4 separate regions of the Mus musculus genome follow, and regions 2, 3 and 4 are each linked to region 1. Evidence: chromatin contacts called from public Hi-C and HiChIP or PLAC-seq data. All regions are on one chromosome and are shown on one strand. The core of a region is the stretch at or near the end of the contact, and the rest is flanking DNA. Distances in the headings are between cores, read along the strand shown.

What was found. A called contact is a pair of places that touch in the nucleus more often than the background predicts. HiChIP or PLAC-seq counts read pairs in DNA pulled down with a chosen protein or histone mark.
Region 2: a contact with region 1 is called in a Hi-C map of nephron progenitors, with 3 times the contacts expected there. The contact joins the promoter of Rabif here to the promoter of Syt2 in region 1. A contact is called at or near these places in 1 of 484 Hi-C or Micro-C datasets (nephron progenitors) and 4 of 115 datasets of contacts at active chromatin or transcription factors (CD8 T cells and embryonic stem cells).
Region 3: a contact with region 1 is called in a Hi-C map of nephron progenitors, with 4 times the contacts expected there. The contact joins the enhancer-like site here to the promoter of Syt2 in region 1. A contact is called at or near these places in 4 of 484 Hi-C or Micro-C datasets (embryonic stem cells and nephron progenitors) and 2 of 115 datasets of contacts at active chromatin or transcription factors (both in embryonic stem cells).
Region 4: an H3K27ac HiChIP or PLAC-seq map of T-cell acute lymphoblastic leukemia shows a contact between it and region 1, with 4 times the contacts expected there. The contact joins the enhancer-like site here to the promoter of Syt2 in region 1. A contact is called at or near these places in 9 of 39 promoter capture datasets (3T3-L1-derived adipocytes, cranial neural crest, embryonic stem cells and 5 more), 1 of 15 datasets of contacts at CTCF or cohesin (CD8 T cells), 19 of 484 Hi-C or Micro-C datasets (the AtT-20 cell line, B cells, CD4 T cells and 10 more), 16 of 115 datasets of contacts at active chromatin or transcription factors (CD8 T cells, the HPC-7 cell line, T-cell acute lymphoblastic leukemia and 10 more) and 3 of 9 other capture datasets (adipose tissue, embryonic stem cells and pancreatic islet).

Annotation. Positions count from the first base shown.
Region 1 is chr1:134,707,986-134,710,728 of GRCm38.p6, forward strand. Syt2 (synaptotagmin II) reads left to right here and starts at 1,315. Exons shown (of 9, transcript NM_001355726.1): 1 at 1,315-1,439.
Region 2 is chr1:134,493,232-134,495,974 of GRCm38.p6, forward strand. It overlaps Rabif (RAB interacting factor), which reads left to right and starts at 1,408. Exons shown (of 2, transcript NM_145510.2): 1 at 1,408-1,578. The coding sequence starts at 1,453.
Region 3 is chr1:134,515,430-134,518,172 of GRCm38.p6, forward strand. It overlaps the pseudogene Gm15454. Among named protein-coding and RNA genes, the nearest start is that of Gm46159, 11 kb to the right of the region's middle. Within about 2 kb of position 1,327, at least 43 of the 459 cell types and tissues checked have an H3K27ac peak or open chromatin away from gene starts, as enhancers often do. A contact at or near this core is called in nephron progenitors, where this site is marked.
Region 4 is chr1:134,864,262-134,867,004 of GRCm38.p6, forward strand. Ppp1r12b (protein phosphatase 1, regulatory subunit 12B) reads right to left here. Exons shown (of 24, transcript NM_001368827.1): 13 at 1,517-1,699. Among named protein-coding and RNA genes, the nearest start is that of Gm51265, 81 kb to the right of the region's middle. Within about 2 kb of position 1,425, at least 29 of the 459 cell types and tissues checked have an H3K27ac peak or open chromatin away from gene starts, as enhancers often do. A contact at or near this core is called in T-cell acute lymphoblastic leukemia, where this site is marked.

The sequences.
Region 1 (2,743 bases), core at 65-2,564:
CGCTAGCCCTACAAAAAGCAGCCATGCTGCCTGCCGGAGCATTACAGCCTGTGAGGACTGGGAGGGAAGGAAGAAGGGGTTGATGGTAGTTTAGTAATTTCCTGTCTCTTCCAGGTATGCCCATGGGAAACACAAAACAACAACAACAACAACAACAACAACAACAACAACAACAACAACACACACACACACACACACACACACACACACACACACACACCTCATCACTTCCTGCATCAGGTCTTGAACTTGATTCCTGTTTGAGTGTACAGAACAGGAGGGAAAGAGAAAGAGGTGTTGCCGCAGAGGGTGGAGCAAGCAAGCCAGTCCAGACGAGCAAAGGTGGGCTGGGCTGGGCTGGGTAAGCTGGACACTCCACTTGGGGACTGGGATGCTGAGGTCTTAGCAGCAGGGGAGTTGGGGACCGAGGGTGAGGCGCAAGGGTCAGACCAAGGCACTGGGGATGAGGGGGCACCATAGTTTCAAGCCTCCCTGCCACTCTTACTCAGTGTCCCCACTCAGGGTTTGTGGAAACCCTTGCCCAAGAAGAAGAAAGCAAGATTTGGGGCAAGCAGGAAGGGCTCCAAGATACAACCCTTTTACGGGTAGCTTCCGTGTGTCGTCGCCCCTCCCATAGCTACCTATGGAAAGACCCCACACCCTGTCCTGACTCCACCCTCCAGAGACCTGGTGCAGTGGCCCCCGGACCACTTCCCCTCCTTTCCTCCCTTCGGTGTCCCCCTTTTGTTCCCCCTCCCTTTTTTTCTCTTGACTCAGGAAAGCCTTTAATCTGTATCCCTGAAGCGCGTCACCCCTCTCTCCTCTCCCCTGCGGTTCAGTCAGGCGGAGGTCCCCCTCTCTCATTCCCCTCCCCCAGCCACTCTTGAGCGCCGAGAAGCTCCCGGAAAAGCTTGCAGAAGCGGGGCAGGTGGGGAGTGTTGTAGGAGGGCACTGCGCGCGTGGTGGGGATTCTCCGCAGAGGCAGGGGGGAGCCCCATGCGGTTCCGGGGTCTGAGCCGCCCAGCCTGCAACTTCTGAAATGACCGCATGCGGCTAAACCCCTCTGCCCGGTGACTCCAAGCAGCATCTTCCCGGGGCGGCCCCTTCTCAGCCACCCTCCGCGGACTGTCCTGACTCAAGAACAGGGTGTGGGCTACCAGGACAGGTCCCTGCTCCCCGAGATCCAGGATCTGGATCGGGGATCGCCTCCGAGGGGCCGCACGCGCGTGTGCAGGCGGATGTGAGGCGCATCTCAATTGGCGGGCGGGGGAAGCGGATCAGGTTGTTACTACTGCAGAGCGCGCGAGCGAGGGAGCGGGAGGAGAGCCGCAGCGCTGGCCGGCGCGGGAGTGGGAAGAGGGGACCTGGACTTCGGGGCGGCAGACTCCCGCTGCCTTCTGCACCAGCCCACGCCGAATCGGCTCCCGGACCGTCCCCGGGTAAGAGGGAGCCCAGGCAGGGAGCCCTGCGAGGGCATCCCATGTCCCGCAGTCCCAAGTGAGGCCACACCCAGGACACCAGCAGCTTTCCAGGGCCTGGTGTTGGACCCCTGGGAGGCTGGATCACCAAATGAGACCATGACTTTCAGGGTTCAGCACTTGCTGAGGCATAAACTAAGTGCAGGATCAGCCCTTGGTGAGATCGGGCTCCCGAAATCCACTTCTTTGTCCCGGGGGAGATGTCCTGAATATCCCAGGAACCCCTCCACCTAGACCTGTTCTAGTGCTGAGCACAGGATAGCGCTCTGTACTGGGACAGGGAGCTAGCTAGGGAGCGAGGGCACTCACAGCTCATCCCAGGAAGAGGTGCCCTGGAGGGTGGATGCAGTGGGTGTGTGGTGAGAAGCATGTGCAGAGAGAGAGAGAGAGAGAGAGAGAGAGAGAGAGAGAGAGAGAGAGAGAGAGAGTGGGGGACCCTGCGTGCCCCCGCTGCAGTGAGAATGAGTTGGTGGATCCCATGTGCTCGGAGCTTTGGAGCCCCCTGGCGCAGAGTGGCGCGCAGTGGGGGTGCTGGCACTCCTCGGCCTGGTCTATCCAGACCAGAATCTGCGGACATGTTTTGTGCCCCGTTCTCTCCCGAGAACTTTTTCATTCTCCAACCAGTGCCGTGGCTTTGTGCATTGGAGGGATGGGGGTTTTCAAGGATCCTGGCAAGCGGCCACGGATGGGAGAGTGGGCAGTGGCGCTCTGCTGGTTTGCTGTGTGACCTTGGACCAATGGTGTACCTCTGGGAGTCTCAGTCTGATGTAGGGGAGTGGTGCACCACACAGGAGTGATGGTGGGGAGATGGGGAAGAGGAGGAGGAAGGCCGTCCAGTCCGGTGAACCGAGTCCGTGACTAAGTCTGCCAAGCGTTCCGTGCCTGGGAATTCACTGCCTTTGATTCTTGGCCTCTGCAGAGAGCCCTGTGCACACTTGGAAGGGCAACAGTGTGAGACTCAGAACCTGGAACCTCAGGGGGCATCAGAAGGCATTCTGCCCCTTTGGCTGACCTTGAGTAACTCATTTACTCTCCTAGGCCTTAGTCTCCAGACGTGGAAATGGGGGTTTGGCACATCGAGGATCTGAGTCTTTCCCATCCTGATACCTCCTGTCCCAACTGAAGGGGAAACGGTACAGAAGGCTAGCCCCTGAGTATGTAGTTCCTTATTTAGCCTTCCAAGTGGACTGAGGCCTACAGTCTATTACCTCCATCACTGTTCCTTACAGAGTCTCCAGGCCTGACAGGCCACTGTTAGCCCAGAA
Region 2 (2,743 bases), core at 158-2,657, 210 kb before region 1:
ATCAGATCCGTGGTGTTGAGGGGGCATATTCTACCATTCCGATCTCATTAGTACAGTCTCTCTCTACGCAGAAATATGCTTTAGTCGCTGGTTTACAAACCATTCTTAAGTTTGATCCCTTTTTTTGTTTGTTTGGTTTTTGTTTTTGTTTTTTTCAAGACAGGGTTTCTCTGTGTAGCCCTGGCTGTCCTGGAACTAACTCTGTAGACCAGGCTGGCCTCGAACTCAGAAATTTGCCTGCCTCTGCCTCCCAAGTGCTGGGATTAAAGGCTGTGCCACCATTGCCCAGCTTTAAATTTGATCCTTTTCTAGTGTACCCTGTGTCTAAAATCTTTCATTCCTGACAACCAAATGGTTAATTAAAATGATACCTACGGGGCCTGGAGAGATGAGTCATGGTTGAGTGCCAGCTGATGACTGTTCTTTCAGAGGATCTGGGCTGGGTTCCTGGCACCCATGTGGAAGGTTACAACAGTCAGTAACTCCAGTTCCAGACATCTTGTGCCCTCTTCTGGTCTCCACAGGCGCAAACACAATGCACTTACATGTAAGCCAAACACTTATAAAAAATATCTTTAAATAAATAAGTGGGTGTGCAGTGGTTGTGCATGCCTTTAATCCCAGCTAAGGTGGCCAGATCTGTCTGAGAACAACCAGGGCTACACAGAGCAACCCTGCCTTGAAAAACAAATACAGAGATAAAAGACCCAACATCCTAGACAGCTGTTTCCTAATCCATTTCTGAAATTGTTCTATTATATTTGAGTCTATGACCTTCTCAGGTTACTATTCTCACATACACAATGTCCATCATCATGTAATGTGGGACTAACAGGGGAGCAAGACTGCATTCTAGAACAGTAAGGTGGCTTAATTCCCTCGTTCTGATGTCCTATACACATTGCAAACCTTAGCCTTCTTCCTGTATTATGCCCGAGGGCATACCCTCTAAGGAAATGACGTTTTCAAAATTACTATAAGCAACGCTTTGCTACCTAATAAATGGCCACTATTAGTCTAGGCTTAATATTATCACACTTTTCGCAACACTAAATGTACTAAGCATTATACATACTTCTTACATAGAAAGCAATTGTTTTGTATCTAAATCTTGCTGAGGTGTGACCTGACCCGAATTATCGCCATCTACTCATGAGGCAAGGGAAATATCCCAAGAGTTAGTGGTAAGGCTAGCCATAGTGATTTGCTTAGGCCAATATTAAGGGCGCCTGGGAGACCAGGTATAGTGAAAAAGGATTGTCACAAGTAACTCCTGACACTTCCGTCCGGCAATAGAGAAAGGCGCCTGCGCAATAGAGTTCAGACGCCTGCGCAGAGGTACAGCGAGAGGCACGGGCGGGGCGCCCCCAGGGACCTGCGCCAGCGTAGTTCCGGGTGAGCCAGCTCAGATCGCGCGTGCGCCGTTGTGGCTGATGGTGTGGCGGCACGGCGATGGAACCCTGCGAGCTGCAGAACGAGCTCGTGTCAGCCGAGGGCCGGAACCGGAAGGCGGTGCTGTGCCAGCGTTGTGGCTCTCGGGTGCTGCAGCCAGGGACTGCTCTTTTCTCTCGCCGGCAGGTAGGAAAGTGCTTGATGCTGCTTAGAGTCGCGCTGTCCTGAGCGACCCAGCGGCTCCGGGTTGCTCCTGGTTCCCAGGTTTCCGGAGACCGCGCCCTTCCTTGCGCGTCTTTGCCCCTCCCCGCGTCGTGAGGCCCCGCCCACTGGCTTGGTTGGGGACTGGGACCCTCGTGTCGAGGCACAGTTGCCTGGTCCCCTAAACTGTTCTCTCTCGCAGAGTACTCCCTCAGAGGGTGTGCCTGTCCTAGGCGGCCCACCCGCCCCCAGGCTTTGGGTATCCTGCGCGAGCTAAGGGACGAACCCTAGCCCCCTGTTTCCTGGAGCTCTGGCTAACCTGCTGTACCCCGCAGGTGTATCTCCAGCCACCACTCGGTGTCGCCCCAGGGCACCTAAGAATCACTGGATTTCCTTCCCACCATAGCTTTTATCCATCTTTCAGTCCCTACTTGTCTCATTTGCTTCTCCCCAGAGGAGCTCCAGGATCAAGTTTGGTGGAGAGAATTCACACCGAGTGACTGCTAGTACCCAACTTTTCTAAGTCCCCCGAGATACAATTCCCAGGACGAGGCATTTCGAATAGATTTCGAAGGTTAACCATTCTTTTCTTGCAGTTAGGACTTTTTCATGTAGGATTTTGTGTGTGTGTGTGTGTGTGTGTGTGTGTGAAAGGTTTATAAAGTTAAATTTTAATTAAAGTGAAAGAGAAAGCACACTCCTGATGATAAGAGGTAATCTGGAATCTGAATCCTAAGGGTCCCCCACCCCCGTGTGTGTGTGTGTGTGTGTGTGTGTGTGTGTGTGTGTGTGTGTGTGTGTATGTGTGTTTAAGTTGTTTGTTTGTTTGACAGGGTCTCCCTATGTAGCCTTGGCTGGCTTGGAACTTGCTCTGTAGACCCAGCTGGCCTCTAACTTAAGAGGTCCACCTGGACTCCCCACTGCTAGGGATTAAAGGTATGAGCCGCGTATGGTAGGGTTTTAAAATAAGTGTCTTAAACCACCATCACCCCAATGAGAAAACTGAAAGAAAAAAAAAGTTTCTGAGCCCTTTTTTTTAAGTGTAACATGCGATCCTATTGGATAGTACAAACTAAATTGCTTTCAGACCCTCATTATAAATGGTTTGTAAGAAGCCACTGTTCTTTCAAGTGGTGGAGAGTCACATACA
Region 3 (2,743 bases), core at 77-2,576, 190 kb before region 1:
TCTCTCTCTCTCTCTCTCTCTCTCTCTCTCTCTCACACACACACACACACACACACACACACAGAGTCTTAAAAAAATGAGAAAATCGCCGGGTGGTGGTGGCATACGCCTGTAATCTCAGCACTTGGGAGGCAGAGGCAGGCAGATTTCTGAGTTCAAGGCCAGCCTGGTCTACAGAGTGAGTTCCGGGACAGCCAGGGCTACACAGAGAAACCCTGTCTCGAGAAAAAGAGAGAGAGAGAGAGAGAGAGAGAGAGAGAGAGAGAGAGAGAGAGAGGGAGAGGGAGAGGGAGAGGGAGAGGGAGAGAGAGAGAGAGAATAGGAGAGTCTCCACATTATACAACTTTCCAGGGTGAGGAGAGCTGAAGGTGTGGTAGGTCTTCCAGCCTCTTGTGTGACCCTTGAATGTGAAACCAGCCTGAGCTGACCTGTCTCTACTGTGGGAGTCAGCGACGGGTGAGTGTGGGCACATTTTCAGAAGACTGGATATAACTCCCTTAGTCCTCACTTGATTCTGCCCCTTGGGAATGTGGAGGAGACAGAGGTGCTACCATGGGGGAGACCTCTCCAAGGCCCAGCGCTGGAAGCTGGAAGCTCTGAGTACATCTGCCCTGGCATACAGACTCTTTGCACTTGCCAGAGACAACAGAAGGCAGAGATGCAGTGGGATTTGGTTGATTGGTTTTGGCTTCCTCTAGTTCCTGTCCTGCAAGATCCAAGCTCACTCACTGTCTCCCTAAGTGAAGGAGAGTGAGCTTCCGGAGGTTGTTGGTTTCCAAGTGTAGGAAGACTTAGAAAGAGAGCCCAGTCTTTGGGATTTCAAACCCAACAACACACAGCTTCAGCCTTGGGGTGAAGGGCTCTTCTTAAAATGGCTCTTCAGGTCCCTCGCTGCTCCCCACATACAGCATGCCATGCTGCTCTGTTTCCCTATCAGTTTGAATGTATCCCCCATTCTCCTGACCAAGCCAGGGTCTAGATGGGTATCCCTGCAGACACAAAGGGTTCCATGGCCTGGACCTGGACATAGCCCATGACACACCATGCTGACAGGCAAGATCCTGGGTGCAGAAAGGATTCAGTCCTTCAACACCTTCTTCAGTGAGACAGTCTGGGAAACATATCCCCCAGGCTGTCTTTGTGGACCTGGAGCCTGCTGTCACAGCTGTGAGGGCAGCCCATATTTCTTGCCAGCCCTGAAATCAGTGGGAAGCCCTTCTTAGGGAGAAAACACTTAGAATGCAGGTGGTCCCTTGCCAAGAACAACACCAGAGCCTGAAGCCTATGGCTTTTGTCTGGAAGCTGAGCGCTGGGGAGGGAGGAGCTAGGGAATCCAGGGGAGGGGGTCTGCGGACAGGAGGAGTTCCTGTGCTTTGCTAAGAGGGGGATTAGTGGCTTGTTCTGCCTAGAAACCACCAGATGTTTGAGTCAAGGGTCAGACCTGGTATGAAGGCTTGGTATGCGGAAAGGAACGGGAGAGAATAAAAATCTTAACCTTCTTTTTCTCCCCACTCAGGCTCTGAGGATAGTGCAGCCCAAGGAGCTGGAGTTGAGAACATTCCTGACAGCCCCTTGCTTAGCTTTGACTGAAGTGGGCTCTCTAACAGGATGGACCTGTAATGGGCCCTCTAACAGGATAGACCTGTGTGAACTTGACTGGTCCCATCTTCTGCATCTGAAGTCCCCCAGTTTCCTGACAACTGTACCCTTCCCCCACCTTTATGAAGCTGATATTTTAGGTGTTAAACTGTGGGCTGGGCTTTCTCCTTTGTTTCTTACTCCATAGTAAAGCAAGATTCTTCTGAAGACTGATTTCCTTGCCAGGCAAAATGGAGTTCTAACAATCAGAGAGAAGAGATTGTTAGAACAGGCTCTCATCTCATGTAGCCCAGGCTAGCCTCAAAATCACTATAGAGCGAGGTTGACTTTGAACTCTTGATCTTCCTGCCTCCGTCTTCCATGGGCGGGAACTATAGACATACACTGCCACGCCTAGCTAGAGAATGGAGTGTTAATGGTGCCTTAGATGCCTTCTCTGTCCAATGGGAACATGGATTTAGAAGTGGGTCCACGCTGGGCAGTGGTGGCGCACACCTTTAATCCCAGCACTTGGGAGGCAGAGGCAAGCGGATTTCTGAGTTCGAGGCCAGCCTGGTCTACAGAGTGAGTTTCAGGACAGCCAGAGCTACACAGAAAAACCCTGCCTCGAAAAAACAAACAAACAAACAAAAAACAAAAACAAACAGAAGTGGGTCCACAGAGATCGGCACGTCCAGCCCTCTGCTGTGCTGTTACCCTTAAACAGCGCCATCACAGCAAAGCTTGCAGAGCCTCGGGCCCTCTCAGGAAATGAGATTAGACCCTTTTGCCTCTGTCTTTCTCCTTCCTCTCAAGATGAATTAGGAGCTGGCATTTGTGGGCAGCTCTTTCATGATCAGAGGCAACTGTGCCCATGACAGTGTACTAATGGGAGAGGAGACCATCGATCTGGTCATGAAATGAATCTGAAACCTGGCGCATGGAACCAGGTGGCCTTGGCATCGGCAGGAGGTCACTAGTCCTTAGCCCTCTCTTTCTGCCTTAGAAGATTACCATGGTTTTTTTCTCTTCCGGTCTCAGGCGCTGCGGGGGCCGCGGGTTACCGTGCAAACATGGCCAAGTCCAAGAACCACACCACACACAACCAGTCCCGCAAATGGCACAGAAATGGCATCAAGAAACCCCGGTCGCAAAGATACGAATC
Region 4 (2,743 bases), core at 175-2,674, 160 kb after region 1:
TCTCTGTGCACTAGAGTAAATGTATAAACATCACATATTCACGAATGCATAATATTTACTGGGCTAAAAGTCAATTAAAAGAGGGCAACTGAGGGTGAGGGAAATAGCTCAGCTCTTAAGAATACCTGCTGCTCCTCCAGAGAACCTGAACTTGAGTCCCAGAACCTGTATCAGGAGTTCTTGCAACTCCAGCTACAGGGCCTCTGACCCCTTTTTCTGGCCTCCAAGGGCACTAGCAACACACATGGCACATGTATACACATTCACAAGCAAACATGCATGCATAGGCATGCACACATACACACGAATAAACATGTCTTTTTAAAAAGAGGACAACTACTGACTCAGAACCCCATTAGTCCAGATAATTGATTTCCTTAAAAATTTTATGGAAAGAACAATAACAGGAAATGCTGTTTTTCAATACACTTAACTTCTCCCCCCCCCCTTTCTCAAAATGTGTGCTTTGAGTTCTCTTCACAATAAACAAATACTAAAAAGTTAGGTACTGTAGTCTTAGATTACATTTCCTGGCGTCTCACATATACATACACACTGAAAGATAGAAAAATATCTTTTTGGATACTGAAAAACCTTGATGAAAATTTGTTCTTTTCCAAGTCTTAAAAAAACCCTCTACCATAGCCTGCACACTAGATTTTATAACTTCAAGGTTAAGACAATGCTTAATGTTTCTTCCTTTTATCACACTGCACAATCTCTTAATCCTAACAACTGAAAAGTTCTGCTCTTTTTCTAATCTATCTCAAGTTGATCTACATCTGCTTTCTAGGAATTTCGCTCTAAAAACACTGCAGTGTAACAGAGCATGGTAGCGGCCATCTGCACTCCTAGTCTCAAGCAGGCTACCGCAAGAGAACCAAGAGATCAAAGCTGGCTGGTCTGGGGTGCACAGCAAGTCTCAACAACTGCAGACAAGTGAGCCACAATCCCACATTACCATAAATGCTCATTTCCTTCCCTGGGACTATTCTCCCATGAATTAAATCTATGCACCCAGCACTGCTTCTCTTGCACCCAGCACTGCTTCTCTTGCACCCAGCACTGCTTCTCTTGCACCCAGCACTGCTTCTCTTGCACCCAGCACTGCTTCTCTTGCACCCAGCACTGCTTCTCTTGCACCCAGCACTGCTTCTCTTGCACCCAGCACTGCTTCTCTTGCACCCAGCACTGCTTCTTTGAGCACTTTATTACAGTATTACCTTGCTGCACAAAGTAATCACAGAGAACTCAGAACAAAACAAAGGATCTTTATCTGGGCTTCAAGCTCTCCATCACAAAAGACAAAAATATGTCTGTCAGCTATAAGGCAAGTAGGGGAAAAAAGGCTCTGACTATACATACAACATAATGCTAACCCCCACCAACCACAAAATCCTCCCAGGCTAAGACAGTAAGATTAAGATCTATCTGAGCTTGAGTCAGACACTTCCCACCCGCTTGTCTGTCTCTCTTCTCACAGCAGAGCCCTGCAACCGCACCAGCAACCTCATACCTCCTCTTCTCCCGGGCCTCCACAGAGGGGTCTGTTCCAGCGGAGGAGAACACTGTGGCAGCTGGAACCCCATTGGCAGTACTTGGCGCAGGACGGTTGGTGATCACACACAGTGGGGTGCTGGAGGAGACACTGTCTGCTGTTTTCTCTGCTGTTGAGTCAGCCTGGGACTTGTAAGGAGTCCTGGAATTAAGAAAAGACAGGAGCAAAAAGAGAATGGTCAGGCATGATGTATAGCAGACACTGGCACAGAGAAAGGAGGCACTAGTCTAATGAGAATCTTCTTGCTCAAGATTTTGTTTGTTGGTTTGTTAATTCTGAGCTCGTAAATATTGCATCAGTATGATTATACATTTAGTCTGACATCTTCTGCCCAGGACTTATTTGTTATAGGATATTTTTTATATGACATTAAAAAACGAACAAACAAAAATCAGCTATGGCACAAGGCAAGATACTGCATATGAACGAGTGCCTTAAAGGCTCGTTGCCACCTGACCTCCCTCCGCACATGCACAAAGAGAGAGGATCTCACTGCAGGTGAAAGAGACACCAGAATCACTTACGATATCAGTCTCCACCTCCCTCAGCTCGTGGCAGGGGAAGTCTTTGTGGCAGTCCTCAGCCTAGATTTGATGATCATCTTCTTGAATTCTCCAATTGAAAAGTATTCTACAACCTCAGTCTATTTGGCTCTCTCTCACCTAGTCCAGCAACTGCAGTCTTTCTTCCATTTAGCCAAGCGCCTAATTCTCTACAGTCATAGCTGCCTAAGTAAGAGACTGAAGCAGAAATCGAGCAGGATTCTAAATGCAACCTTAACTACAGACTGCAACAGCAAGCTGTGTAATTAAAGTCATTTCTGTGAAAAGAAGATCTTTGTTTCTTAACAAAGAATCAGGAGCAACCATTGGCTTTCCACCCAAAAAGCTATCATTTGTGATGTCACAGCTTGTTGCTGGGGTAACAGAGATCCAAAATTGATACTTGCAGAGATGGGAAAAGCAATGAAAAGCATGAATGTTAAAAATCTGTTTTTCACCTACTCACAATTATTATCAGAAATGTTTACAAGTAGCTATAAGCTCACTTCCAAAGAATCACATTATTAGAATTAGTGTAAAAGAAATAATCAAATCATAAAGTCTAAACATGGCATTAAGAAACATAAAAATATAACACTTTTGAAGATAGAAACTATATCTTTAAAAAATGAGCTACTTCTCC